Regions from separate parts of the Macaca mulatta genome. Here region 1 is linked to region 2. Evidence: chromatin contacts called from public Hi-C data. All regions are on one chromosome and are shown on one strand. Each heading gives the region's core, a stretch centred on a gene start, on an enhancer-like site or on the middle of the called end of the contact. The rest is flanking DNA. Distances are from core to core; before and after follow the strand shown.

Evidence for each region. A called contact is a pair of places that touch in the nucleus more often than the background predicts.
Region 1: a contact with region 2 is called in a Hi-C map of fetal cortex germinal zone, with 5 times the contacts expected there. The contact joins the promoter of LOC710110 here to the promoter of TUBA1A in region 2. A contact is called at or near these places in 5 of 14 Hi-C or Micro-C datasets (blood, cortical neurons, fetal cortex germinal zone and 2 more).

Annotation. Positions count from the first base shown.
Region 1 is chr11:56,391,793-56,394,572 of T2T-MMU8v2.0, reverse strand. LOC710110 (tubulin alpha-1C chain) reads right to left here and starts at 1,434. Exons shown (of 5, transcript XM_028829447.2): 1 at 1,398-1,434; 2 at 1,074-1,149. The coding sequence starts at 1,405.
Region 2 is chr11:56,353,073-56,355,772 of T2T-MMU8v2.0, reverse strand. TUBA1A (tubulin alpha 1a) reads left to right here and starts at 1,436. Exons shown (of 4, transcript NM_001195391.1): 1 at 1,436-1,528. The coding sequence starts at 1,526. It overlaps LOC144332844 (a long non-coding RNA gene), which reads right to left and starts at 1,699. Exons shown (of 4, transcript XR_013401030.1): 1 at 1,279-1,699; 2 at 63-148.

The DNA.
Region 1 (2,780 bases), core at 185-2,684, 39 kb before region 2:
ACTGCACTCCAGTCTGGGCAACAGGGCAAGACTCTGTGTCAAAAAAAAAAAAAAAAGATAAAGGTTCGCAACATGCAGTAAAGTGGGGAAAGTGATACAAATACACCAAGCTGAAATCCACCGCCTCCTTCATGTCCAGGGAAGGCCAATAGATTAGAGGAGTGTCCTCATGTTGACATTATTAATACTTTAATGATTTTTTAAAATTTAATGTCTCCTGTGTCTACCAGAAATAGATTCCTGAGAAGTTCAATAGACTTGGAAGCAGACCACCTGGGTTCAAGGCCCGACTGCCTTTCTCTGTAACCTTGGACTAGTTTCTCAGGGCCTTAGTTTCCTCATCTGCAGAGTGGAGAGGATAGTAACACACTTCACAGGGTGCCCTGAGGATTAAATGAGATAATGCATAGGAAAGACCATCCAAACCTGGGGGACAGAGACTTGTAAACTGCAGATTGTGTTAGCGCCTACTCTCTTCCCATTCTCTGCATCCCACTTCACAGAATTGTTTTTCCTCACACCTTTAAGATGTCTGAGTATCCCACACTGAAGTAGAGTAAAATTAGTAAACCGTTAGTCTTTAGTATAATATTTGCTGATAATAGATAGGCCTCTGTAATTTGAGACTTCAGATTCTGCAGATGCATGGCTTTAAGCTTCAATAGCCTGTATTCATGCATTTATTTTAAGGGATATGCTCATTTGATTCCATTTATAAAATATGCCTCTTCCCTGTGCAACCCACTTTTGATTCAAAAACTAAAATATCCAAATCAGAGAGGCCATTTAAAGTATAAGATAAAAATATAATTAATGTGTATTGCATCTTAAAATATGCTTATCTGTGGTCCTAATAAAACTTCAGGCTGCTCTGAAATTTCAAGATTCCAATAATAAGCCTTATAATGAAAAGAATTGCAGAAATAATAAGATAAACACTAATGCCACCAATATAATTAAACATGAAACAAGAAATAGGAACAAATTCATAAATATCAGTTGCATGCACACAGTACCATGTCCAAGCCATGCATGATGAAACTATTTACATTACATTACTATTCCAGCCTTACCTTTGAATCACAGCCAGGTTCTCCTCTGCTTTGGCTGAATGTGCATGTGTTAAAAGGCGTAGGGAGCTGAAGAGTCCTGGTGAAGTAAATAAGAATCCAGTTAGAGATGTGCAGTTGGAGTTCAGAAAGGATCCATTTGAAGGATCTAATTCCAAGCACACAAAGCACTCATCCCTCCCGAGCTTCTCCACCCCATTGAACAGGCTGTCATTTTAGAGCTGGGCGCCCATTGTTCACTTTCTTCTACTCTAATTAGATTTGACAGATTGCTCTTTCTGGCTAGACTGGCTGTTGCCAAGAACAGAGAGAAGAGATGAGGCTGACCTTGTCATTGTGCCCTTGGGATCAGGTCCCTGCCCCCTCCTCCATCCTAGTCCACAGATCACTGAAATTGCTCCTTAGCAGCTTCACATCTATTCCTCTTCTCCTCCAGCCTAAGACTGGCAGTCTTAGCACCTCTGAGTTTTCTTACTCTCAATACTATGAGCTTCAAAGCCTAGGTAGGCTGTGGGAGTAGAATAAGTGGTGCTGTTGTATTTTTCATAACAATACTCTGACCCTGGTTTTTTTCTTTCTGAGACAGAGTCTTGCTCTGTTGCCCAGGCTGGAGCACCATGGCAAGATCTCGGCTCATTGCAACCTCCACATCCCGGGTTCAAGCGATTCTCCTGCCTGAGCCCCCTGAGTAGCTGGGATTACAGGCGTGTGCCACCACGCCCAGCTAATTTTTTGTATTTTTAGTAGAGACGGGGTTTCACCATGTTGACAACTGGTCTCGAACTCCTGACCTCAGGTCATCCGCCTGCCTTGGCCTTCCAAAGTGCTAGGATTACAGGCATGAGCCACCGCACCCGGCCAGCCTTGGTTTTTTTCTGCAGGCCTATTGGGAAAAACAGACCAGCTTTTCCAAAGGGAAATGTAACTGCAGTTCCACCCAGGAGCCAGGAAATATTGATCACTTAATGAAGCAGAGCTCAGCAAGGATCCACGGATCTGAAGCAAACCCCGTGCCCCGCTGCCCTGTTTCCTGTCTGTGAAATGTCGCCAAGAACTCCTGAACCTTCACCATCTCAAACACACATTATATTGGTATTAGGTAAGAACCAGACAATGAAATGATAGAATGGGAAGTGATCTTAGAGATCATCTAGTCTGATTACTTTTCTTGGAAGATTAAAAAACACAGATGAAAAGTGAGAAGTCACATGACAGTGTCATGAAATTAGCTAATAGATGTTTAACACCTAGCACTATGCAAACGGCTTCTGATCAGTTTTGTCACAAACCTGCCTTTCTCTAATTTATCCTATGCTTGATAATTAACTATATTGGCCAGGAAAGGACTCTCTTTCTCTGAGGAAAGAATTTTCCTCATCCAAGGACTGTATTTTTATTTTTATTTTTCTTATTTTTTTGAGGTAGAGTCTCACTCTGTTGCCCAGGCTGGAGTGCAGTGGCTCCATCTCAGCTCACTGCAACCTCCACCTCCTAGGTTCAAGCGATTCTCCCGCCTCAACCTCCTGGGTAGCTGGGACTTCAGGTGCCCACCACCATACCTGGCTAATTTTTGTATTTTTAGTAGAGACAGGGTTTCATCATGTTGACCAGGCTGGTCTTGAACTCCTAACCTAAGGTGATCTGCTCACCTCAGCCTCCCAAAGTGGGGATTACAGGTGTGAGCCCCCATGCCCAGCCAAAGGACCATAT
Region 2 (2,700 bases), core at 187-2,686:
ACCAAAAGGAAAAATTATTTGTAAAAAATAAATTTCCAACTTTAGTGGCCAAACTTACTTACCTCTGAAATTTCATCACCAACATCCAGTGGTACGAAATCCAGTGACTCACTCTGCATAGCCCATCGTTGCTGAGAATGGAGCCTTTCTAAATAGCAAGACAATGTTACTCCAATTTATTTCCTAGGGGTGAAAGCAAAGCCTTTTTGTCCCAAGGGGCAACTGAGCAACCACCAGAGTCTCTAGTTGAATAGCAAGGGTGTGAGGCTGGCTAAAATTCCCACAGTCAGAAGCCCACTCGCAGGAGGATATTTACCAAATTGACATAAGAACTGCATAAAAAGTAAATGCAGTTATTGAGCTGATGTTTCACAGTTGTCTGTAGATGGAGGCAACATTGCAAAATAGTCTTCTTTTTACATTATATTATTCTCTTCTTCTTTTTAATTTGGTGTCTTGGTTATTACTATTATTTTGCTTGTTACTTTCCAGACAAAAGTCCAGTGCAGATATGTAACTGCACACATGTAGTACTAACTTCTGAGCTCAATTATTTCTCCTTGTATTTTCCCAATTTTATATCAGGAAAGATGATTCATTCCAAAGGACAATGCACCACACAAAATGTGTTACATAGACTTCTCATAAAGGAATACCTCTAGTAAACTATTATAACTACTCTACGTGCACTTGCTGTTGATTATTGCCATGTTAGAACTATTTGTTCGCTTCTTTATTTAGTATGGTTATTATTTCCATCTTCCAGTTTTATTTAGCTATTCGAGTGTGCATGTGCCTGCAAAAGAAGCTCTGAAAATAAGTTAGTTGAACCTGAGAAGCCATTTTGAATGACTGTATGACTAAATGTTTTTTTTAAATTAAAAAAAATCACAATTACCCAGACCGTTTTGAGCATTACGCCCATTTTCTCTCCCACTTTATTTTTAAAGCAATTAGAGATATTGAACCCTAACAAAATGTAGTCGAGTTTAATATACTGCGAGGGAGGGGCTGGCAGTAATTTTCCTTTAAATATTTAATCTGAACATAAATCTGTTATTAAGGGTAGGGGGAAAAAACCTCACATAGATAATTTTAACTGCATTTTGGGGTTTAAGCAACATAAAGTCTTCCAACCCCAGTCCCCTTTCTTCTTCCGCCCCTCCCCGACCCCACCCCATAATGGATGCTCGGCAGAATGCTTCTGCACGGTCTCTTTGTCTAAAGGATGCAAACAGTCTACGGATGCTAGAGAAAAAGGGGTGGGGGAGAGATTACCTCATCCCACGTCGTTTGCACCAATCACCAGTCTCCTGTCCTGGCTTCTCTGGGCAGATTGGGGGTCTGGACCAACAGGAACAGGCCCCGGCCCATCCCCATGGTGACCGAGTTGTATATATGGAGCCGCATCCGCCCATGTGCCGCAGGTTCTCTTACATCGACCGCCTAAGAGTCGCGCTGTAAGAAGCAACAACCTTCTCCTCCTTGTCTCCGCCATCTGCTCTGCAGTCGCGAAGCAGCAACCATGGTGAGAATCGGCTTTGGCTCTTTGTGGCCGTTGGGTGGAGTCAGCGCCCCCAGGCTCTGCTTGGAAAATCTTTAAGCTCTTTTCTTTCGTAAGCTCTCTGGGCGAGGGTGGTGGTGTGTTTTGTGAGGTTTAGCTTTACCCCAAATCCTCCAGCTCCGCCGCCGCCGCAGTGCGGGTGCAGGAACCCGGCCAGGACTGCGCCCAGGGCGCTGCAGAGCGCTGGGGAGGAACAAAGGCGGCGCCTGGGCGCCTGTGTTGTCCTACAGCCTTTCGGGGTCGCGGGCAGCCCGTCTGCCGCAACCGAGGGGTCTCGGGCGTCCCGGCTGGGTCCAGTGTCTGTGCGCACGGTTTCGCAGACGCCGAGGGGCCCCTTTCTGTCTCGCCTCGTTCTCTGGGGACCGGGAGAGGAGGAGGCACCCAAAAAGAGCGGGGGCGTTGGGCGAGCTGGGGGATGTGGGAGGGGGAACGGGAACAAAGCGCAGCCTGGGGTTAGCGTGGGAAGACCCCTCGCGGTCGTTGGCGTTTTGGAAAGATAACCACACATTCCCGGGGAAACATGGTGAGTTTCTACTGGAGCCCCCGGCAGCGGGTGTCAGGGCGGCGCAGGGGCGGGGTTGTTTGTTTCTGGCTTCTATGGCGTTGGAGCCACTGGGCGGGGTTCGCCCTCACTAAACCTCCTCTGTCAGGAGCTGACTTAAAAAAAACTTTTCATCATTGCGGAACTGTAGGCTCCAAAAGGGTTTTCTTCGCTATTATAATTAAGATGACCTTTTTTTTTTTCTCTTGAGCAAAATCACAATTCACTTGACAAACTCTTTAATGTCTGGTCTGGGGACGCCCTGCCCTGACCGACTGAAGTGTGTGTGTGTGTGTGTGTGTGTGTGTGTGCGTGCGTGCTGCTCGTTCAGCGAGGGAGAAAGCCTACTTTGTGAGCCCCAGGGTACCCTGATGGTCGTGTGTGTGTGTGTGTGTGTGTGTGTGTGTGTGTGTGTGTGCGCGCGCTGCTCGTTCAGCGAGGGAGAAAGCCCACTTTGTGAGCCCCAGGGTACCCTGATGGTCAGGACCAGGGAAACGCCCTTCCCCGCCGCCCCCCTCCGCCCCGCCCCCACCACATCAGCGAATAGACAATGAAAGTGGTAGCCCTAAAGACCACAGAGAAGAAAACCTCTATT